Regions from separate parts of the Urocitellus parryii genome. Here region 2 is linked to region 1. A link is a contact called in public Hi-C data. All regions are on one chromosome and are shown on one strand. The core of a region is the stretch at or near the end of the contact, and the rest is flanking DNA. Distances in the headings are between cores, read along the strand shown.

Region 1 (4,274 bases), core at 571-3,070:
GTTCAGTTTTTTTCCTTGTTAATTTGAAAGAATTTTCTGTATAATGAAGATATATTTTTTATCTGTATTATATGTTATATATGTATAAATATTTTGCAACAGTTTTTAATTTTAATTCTTTTTCTGATATACAGAGGTTTAGATTTTTCATTTCTGCTAACTGACCCTTGGAACAGTTTCTTTTAGGCTAGGGGTATAGCTTAGTGATAGTGTGTGCTTCCTAAGCACTAGTCCCTAAATTCAATCCTGAGTCCCACAAAAGGAAAAAAGAATGCTTGCTTTTGAGTTTATTTTTAGGAAGGTCTTGGCCAATATAAAAAATATATAATGCAGAAGTAGGCCTGTGTATTTTCTTTCATATTTTTCTCATTCTGTATTATTAAAAATTTTTAATCTGTACTCTATGGAGAAACTTAACTTGTGACATAATAACCTAGCTAGTTTATTCCAGTTATCAGGCACTACATATATGAATAACTCATCTTTTCCTATTAATATGGAATGTCATTGGTTTCAAGTTCTAAATTCTTACATACATTTGGGTGTTTCTGGATTTTTCTATTCTGTTGCATTAGTTTATCTGTCTTTTCAGTTGCCAGTATCAATTAGTTTGTGAAAATCAATAGTGTATTTTAATACCAAGAAGAGCAAGTTCTTATTACAAAAAAAAAAAAAATTCTGTCATCACAATAGTAAAAGCATGGGGAAATAAAAAATGCTAACTTTTCGGCCTGGGGCTGTAGCTCAGTGTTAGAGTGCTTACCTCTCATGTGTGAGGCACTGGGTTCAATCCTCAGCACCAGATAAAAACAAATAAAGATATTATGTTCATCTACAACTAAAAATTTTTTAAAAATGTTAACTTTGATATTTTTACCTGGTTTATCTAAAATAAATATAGAAAGACCTCACATTTTTGGAATAAGTCTTCCTTGTTCAACAGAGAACTATCTTCCCAATAGTTATACACTTCATAAAAACATGGATATTATTTTTTTCTAAGCATTTAAAACCCTTTAGTTGATAAAAAAATATTTCTCTCATGCACTTTCTACACCGTATACATGGTTTTAGAATTGTGTATTTTAAAAATAAACTGTTGCATATACTTAATTTTGTTAAGTTAATCACTTTTCAATAGTCAAAGAGCTTTACATGGGAATCATAAGTGGATCGGAAATGAGCTAAAGTTCTGTTTTAGTTCTGTTGCTCATGAAGCGGTTCTGGGTGTTAGATCCCTTGGAGGCCTGTGCTTCCCAGGTGCCTGAGGGGGTCCAGCTGGGGAGGTGCCCGTTTCTTCCACGCCCCCCTCCTCCCGCACCAAACCCGTAGCCCCTTGGCACAAAGCCCCTACTTATTACCTGTTCTTCTTGTCTTTATCATTCACGCCATTTTCCCCAAGAATAAGGAGATGCTGCACTTTGGCTACATTGCCCATGCTTGCAGCCTTGTGGATCTTTCCTGTATCCTTGTCTCGGATGTGGTACCTGGGCGAGTTCAGACTACTGGCATTCGCAAGCCCAAAGCCCACACAGTTCCTTCGCAGGTTGCTGGAGGAGCCCAAAGGCGAACGGCCCTTACTTCCGAAGCCAAAAATCCTCTTCATGGCAGAAGCCAACCGCCTCAGGGGTACCTTTCCTCCTCCTTGGCTTTTCACCGCCTCCGGAACTCAATATTGGCTGTCACAGATAAGCAAACCTAGTCTCGCCACAACGACTCAAAGGGGCAGCTCCAAGGTTCCATTTTTTCAGGAAAAAATTATCGTCTCCAAGCCACACCACTTAAATCCCAGTGCGCGTGCGCGGTCTTAGTCTGCGCAGACGCTACTCGCTTTCTCAAAAGGCCGGTAACTGAGGTTGCTCAGTGCGCAGGTACAAAGCTTCATTTCTCCAATCTCCGCCCTTTAGGCCTCCTGTGTTTCTTTGTGTCAGGTTTGTGACAACAGTGCTCTTCCTTGGAGAAGGCTTGGGATTCCAGTCTAACGGGTACTGGCAACTAGTGCGCGGGTAGCCCAACTTACTAGGCCATGTCGCTGGAAAATCGCGCAGTTGTTCCCTGGCGGTCGGACAATAAAGGGCCCGAGAGTGTAGGCAGCATCTCGCGGGCAGCCGGAGGTGGCCGGCCGCCTGGATTTGAAGAAGGGGTTCCGAGGGAGGGGCGGGCGCGGGGCTTGCAAAAGTTCCCTTGAACTCTTGGGACACGTCGGAGGTGAGACTGCCAGAGCTCCGGCAACCAACCGCGTCCGCCCGTGCCCTTCTCCTGGGGAGGGGACCTCGGCGGGGCTCAACAAATGGTGGCTTCGCGGGCCTCTCCAGGTACGACGTGGGTTGTGTGGGACTTGAGGCCAGGCCAGGCCTGGATCTTGCTGTGAGCAACTTGGGCAGCTGCTTCGGTGCACCAGGCGCTCCAGGACTTAGCTCTGATTTGTCTCTTGGTGGACTTTGTATTTCTGTAGAAACAGTGGGCTCTGTAAAAGGTTGAACACGTCAAGTCACCTGGTTTCTGTGTATTCAGGTCAGGCCAGCCTGCTACTGCCACACCTGCTGTTGCCTCTTATAGAAAAGCACATAAACTCTGTCTTTAAAAGCAGAAATCTACTTAAAGAATTTGGTTGGGGATGGGTGGAATATGCATATGGATGTGGTTATGAAAGAAAAAGGGGATTCGTTTTGCAGAGCGCTTTATTTGCATGGAATCTCTATTCATTTGGAAGTTCTTGGAATTAGAAGTGACAGTTTCCATAGAGCAATATAGAGAGTCAATTTTAGGATAAAAATTAATGGAATAGGTAAAGAGATTATGTACATTTTGGATCAGAATAGATACCTGAAGAAAACAACATAATTTTAAAATTTTGGTTTGATTTGGGAAAAGTAATTTCTTTATAAAGCTTTTTCCTAATGAAAATTGTGTATCTACTTTGTCTTATTTTAAATTCTTATGTAAATTACATGAGTTCTTTCATAAATTATTTTTGATAATAAAGCAAGTTCTTTTTACTATTACTCTTTTTTGATGATGACATACAGAAGATTTATTTAACTAAATGTATTTTTTATTTTGTACTAATAGACATGGGTTTTTTTTTAGTACCTTACTATCATAAAGCTACGTGAATATTCTTTTTTGTTTTTATTAGTGCATTATAGATATACATAATATTGGGGTTCATTTTGACATAATCATACATGAAATACAATTTGTTGCACTTCAGTCCCCAGTACTTCCTCCTTCCTCCTCCCTTCCCTCCTGCCTTCTGTACTCTATTGTACTGGTCTTCCTTCAATTTATTTACAGTATTTTTTAAAATATTGGTGCTTCGTAGATATGCATAAAGGTGCAATTTATAGTATAGTATATTCATATATGTACATATCATAGTACATATCATAATATGGTCAATTTTATTCTGTATTTCCTCTCTTTTCCCAGCCCCCTCCCTCCTTTTCTATTCCCTTTCTCTATTTCACTGATCTTTCTTCCATTTTCATGGGATCCCTCCATCCCCACTTTTTTCCCCTCTCATTTTACTCTAGTTTCTGCATATGAGAGAAGACATTTGACCCTTGACTTTGTGAATCTGGCTTATCTTATAAGCTTAGCATGATTTTCTCCATTTCTATCCATTTACCCACAAATGCTATAGTTTCATCCACTTTTTGGCAGAGTAAGACTCCCACATTTTCTTAATCAGTTTGTCTATTAATGGGCATCTGGGCTGATTCCATAGTTTGGCTATTGTAAATTGTGTTGCTATAATCATTGAAGTGACTGAATCACTTTAGTATGTTGATTTTATTCTTTTAGATAAAGACCAAGGAGTGGGATAGCTGGGTCCTATGTCAGTTTCATTCCTAGTCTTTTGAGGAACCTCCATTCTGCTTTTCAAAGTGGTTGTATGGATTGTCACTTTTGTATCATTAAGTCTTCCCATCTTAGAGCATGATGTGTTTTTTTATTTGTTCATATCTTGATTTGTGTTATATTCCTTATAGTTATTACATCATTTTAAACATTATTATTAATGAAGCTTTTTCTCCATTTCCATTTTTAAGGCATTTTTCCTAATATGATTATAGGTATTAGTTTTCCCAAATTGGTATCCCATATCTCATGGCAAACTTAAAATCTTGGTGATGATTTTTACAATAGTCTCAGGTTTTCTAACTGAATAATCACATTATTAATAAGAAAGTAGTCATCACTTTTCAAGTATATGACATTTAATTCATTTCTTATTTGATCTAATTAAATTAATCTAGGTAAGTCCAGTT
Region 2 (4,274 bases), core at 897-3,396, 240 kb before region 1:
GTGTGTGGAGAAATTATGAGGATTTGTGATCACAAACCCTCATAGATTTCTATTACTCTCTCCTCCTTCTCTCTCCTCCTCCAGTTGTGCTCACTGGTACCTGCAGAGCATTACTGGTTGAAGGACTCCTTTTGAATACCAAATTCTGCAGAAGCTTAATTAAGTCTCTTATATAAAAGAACATAATATTTGTATCTAACATGAACACATGCTCTCATATACTTTAAATCTTCTCTAGATTACTTATAATAGCTAATATGATGTAAATGCTATGTAAATAATCATCATCAGATAGAAAAAGAAAATGAAAAAAACCCACATTGGAATACAGGAAACACCTATGAACCTTTGAAATGCAAATCAAAGTTCTGAGCAACCTGTCCATGTCCTTGGCCAGAAAACTTGCCCTCAGAAAGTAGCATAATATGGGTCATACACAAGTACAAGGAAAACTGGCTTAAAATTGTATAACTCTAGACCTCATTTGCTAGCTATTCTCTAGCTAAATATTAATAGACAAGACCAAAGAGTTGCTGTCTCTTCTGGAGATGGCCCCTATTCTCCCTTAAATGTGAGTTCCACGCTATACCAAAGCTTCTCTTTCTCAAGATGTGTATTTCTTGCTTTACCCAAAAAGATGTCTATTGAGAGAGCACACATTCTACCTTGAATTGTGTATTTGCTTTCCTAAGTAAATCTAGTTTTGTCTCTGACTGGTGGTGCTGAAATTATTTTCCTTCACATATTCCAAGGACCTCACTTGTCTTCAGTCAAGGGCCCCTTCTTTGGGAACTCTTCCAGTGATAATCATGCTTTATTTTTTAGGGAATCAAGGACACAAAATCTGCACATGTTCAGAACAGATGCTTTCCCCCAGCCCTAATATTTGTGATACATACTTGGATTGAATTTGTGAATGAAGAATGCAGATTTGCTTTTAATCTTAAAAAAAGAAAAAAGTCCTGGAACTGAGCTGTTTGTTGTTTTCTACAATAAAATATATCAGGCACTAAATTTATGGTTTGTTTTTAGGGTCTCCGTTCAATTTTTAAAACTCTGTCAACATTATTCATTCTTTGTGGGTTAAACGTTTAAAAAATTGAACACGGTAATTTTTTTCATGCAGAATCTAACATAACTTTATACATGTTCTTTATTGGGATGACATTCTGTTAGGAATACTCCATTGTTTTGAAATTTTACAATTATTATTTAGTAGTATTTCTTTGTGATACCAGTTATTGAAATCAGGGGCATTCTACCATTGAGATGCTTCTCTAGCCTCTTATTTTCTGAGAGAAGGTCTAACTTGCCCATTCTAGCTCTGAATTTGCCATTTCCTGGCTCAGGCTCCCCAGTTGTTGGGGTTACAGTCCTGTGTCACCGGCCTGGCATACGTTTATTATATTCAAAAAATACTCCTAATCATGGCATTGTACTTCCTTGAAGCAGGTGCCAAACTATTTTAATGCAGCAATATTTTACATATTGCTATTTCTTAGGGTTTTTTTTTTTGGGGGGGGTGTTAAAATATACTCGTTGTTAATTTAGGTTTTTGTTTAACACTGATGAAGTTGACAATGCTTTTGTAATGTGCACAATACACTAAGGAGAGAGAAAAACACATTTTGAGATTTTTATTGGAATTTTTTCAACGAATAGTCTTCCTATTAATTTCAGTATCGCAGAGGTACGAATCTGTACTATTTATTTTCTTCTTTCGCATGTGCTCATTTTTTTGATTTAGCTTCCATTTACCTTTGAGTGATTTTGATAAGCTAGGTTTCTTATTCCGCGACCACTTTTTTCCTCCCAGACACAATCTCTGATGGTGTCAGATGAGTTTTTTATTGTATGGATTTACCTACTTTCCAGTTTCTAAAAAGTGAGATTGACAGACGGCTTTCCTTTCCTTGACAGTTCTGCGTGTAAACTGCACACAAGCCACATAAGGAACTAAGAATCCGTAGGGGAACCAGGAATGGTTGCTTGAGACACCCACACGGACCGCAAACCCTAGAGCTAAATCCACAGTTCCCCGCAATTCCTAAGAATTGGTCGCGGGGCCTCATGGGAAAGGTAGTTTTTCATTATTGCCTCGGGCCCTGCACCGCGTTTTGCGCATGCCTCATTTCGTCTGCTGCCTCTTCTGTCTTCCCCGGTTTCATTCAACTCCCGAGTTGGTCGGGTAGCATAGTCTTCCTACTCTTCTGTGATCAATGCGACAGGCTGGGGATGGACCAGTGAACCCTGAAAGGCTGGGCAAGGAACGAGGGGCCCCGAGAGCGGTCAGCGGCCGGTATCCGGCGGTAGTAAGGAACCTTGCCGACCCGTGGAGGGACCCTGGGACGGCGGGTTCTTTGTCAGGATGTGAGGCCCCGTCACTACAGGTTTCAGTGGCGTGCTTGTGGAAGTTGTGTGTGGGGCCGCGAAAGGAGGAGGTGTGCACATGCGCGAAGTTTACTAGGAGCTCCTGGAGAGGGGGCGATGCTGCAGGGAGAGCCTGCGTGAGAGCTAAGGGTTCTTCCAACGCCTTGCATGGGAGTTTGGACTCATTAGTCACTGCGGATTTCTTATCAACTTTGTTTAGGCAAGTTCTTTTTCCTTGGTTCTCCATTCTATAGAGACTATGAACTGCTTCTCTATTATGTTCATCACTGCATCTTGATACGTGCTATTTTTCTGTCTTAATTCTCCTAAAGTTTAGGAAGGATCTACAAGAATTATCTTTTTATTTCATTTGAAAAGGAATAAGAAAAAGTCCTAAAGGTTTTTGCATCTCAGGATCATACTTTGTTAGTGGCCAAAACTATTTTGAGATCTCCTGACTCCCAAGCCAATCCTTTCTACTTTGTCATTTAAGTGAAAGGAAGTTTCTTATTAAACACATTTTGAGTAACAGCAACAAAGTTAAATTTAGAATTTTTTTTTCCTCGTGAAGCATGACTTTTTGTGGCTTTTTGTGGAGTCACTAATCAAAGGTTAAATAACACTAGTAGGAAAACTGATAGATATCATTCCAGAGTATTATTTTACAACTGTGAAATGTTGATGTTACTTCATTAGATGTAGTAACGAAATTGACCAGTATTATTGTTTTAATTTTTTTGTGAATCCTTAGTATTCACAAGAGAATTCTGTTGAAATCCATAGGAAGCAAATATTAACTTTCATTCAGAAAAAAAAATTGTGCACATGAGCTACATGATTATATTAGAGTCAGGTGGTCTTTCATCATTCCCCCTGATTATTCTGAAGGGTCAGTGGAGTGTTGGCATTATTCTAGGTTATTATTCATTAGGTCACTGGCATCAGTAGTACATTATTATTCATTGTGTCATTAGGCAGGTTACAGAGTTAGCAACATTATTCAGCTACATGTTACTTCTCAGTTACATGTTACAGTTACAGTGTGCAATGTTAGGACTTTTGTGAAGCGCTTAAGAAAGTCCATTGTTTAAAGTTACTGTTTTGTGGACAGGTTCAGGCTTAGTGGAGCTTGGTAAAACATTGTGGTTGTTTAACAAGAGAGTTCCATTATTCCTAGGAGCTGTGTGCCTGAGATCAATTCTCCCACAGGAATCATTTTATCTAGTGAATGAGTGTAGTTTTTTAGGGCAGGAGAATTCATGAGCTGCTGAGCAGGCCAGATCTTTTATGATCCCATTCCTCTTCTGCTAACTAGCTGTGTCTTCACAGTTGTCTACATCTTTCCAAGAACAGCACAAGATGAACAAGGTAAGTTGTATGTTTATTTGTCCTTCATGTTATTTTACAACGGATTTTGAAAGATTTGTAAGAGTCAATGTGAAGATGAGAAAATTGTAATAGATAAAAATCCAATTTTGCAGAAAATATAAACCAACAGATAGGTTGTCACATTGGTATGTTGATATATACTGACTATATAACCTTAAAATCACTCAGGTGAGCTGCAAAATGTCTTTTGGGTTTTCAACCATCAGGGCAGATGAGTTTTGCAGCAGAAGACTGAATCCTATGAAAACAATGGTATCTTTCTGAAAGATACCTTTTGTTTTTATTGTTTGTTTATAACAAAGATACATAGTGAATAACCTTCCAATAATAGCCTTATATTAATGCAGTCTATTTCCTTAAACTGTTCTTCAGCAGTGTCATTAGGCAGGTTACAGACATGGTTCAAGACATGGTTCAAATAGTGTCAATTTTCTGAATGGTCTTGTATGATTCTGGCATAAAACTAGAATGTTGAGAGGAAGAAATGGCCTGTTATGTATACCTGTAACATAAAC

The links. Hi-C and Micro-C count contacts between places; a contact is called where the count stands out from the background.
Region 2: a Hi-C map of liver shows a contact between it and region 1, with 2.0 times the contacts expected there. The contact joins the promoter of Znf33b here to the promoter of Ankrd30a in region 1. A contact is called at or near these places in 2 of 2 Hi-C or Micro-C datasets (liver and muscle).

Annotation. Positions count from the first base shown.
Region 1 is chr5:124,796,997-124,801,270 of mUroPar1.hap1, reverse strand. Ankrd30a (ankyrin repeat domain 30A) reads right to left here and starts at 1,820. Exons shown (of 35, transcript XM_026399545.2): 1 at 1,362-1,820. The coding sequence starts at 1,606. It overlaps LOC113190326 (a long non-coding RNA gene), which reads left to right and starts at 1,816. Exons shown (of 7, transcript XR_013343609.1): 1 at 1,816-1,871.
Region 2 is chr5:125,040,100-125,044,373 of mUroPar1.hap1, reverse strand. It overlaps Znf33b (zinc finger protein 33B), which reads left to right and starts at 2,146. Exons shown (of 5, transcript XM_026399532.2): 1 at 2,146-2,590; 2 at 3,700-3,738. The coding sequence starts at 3,730.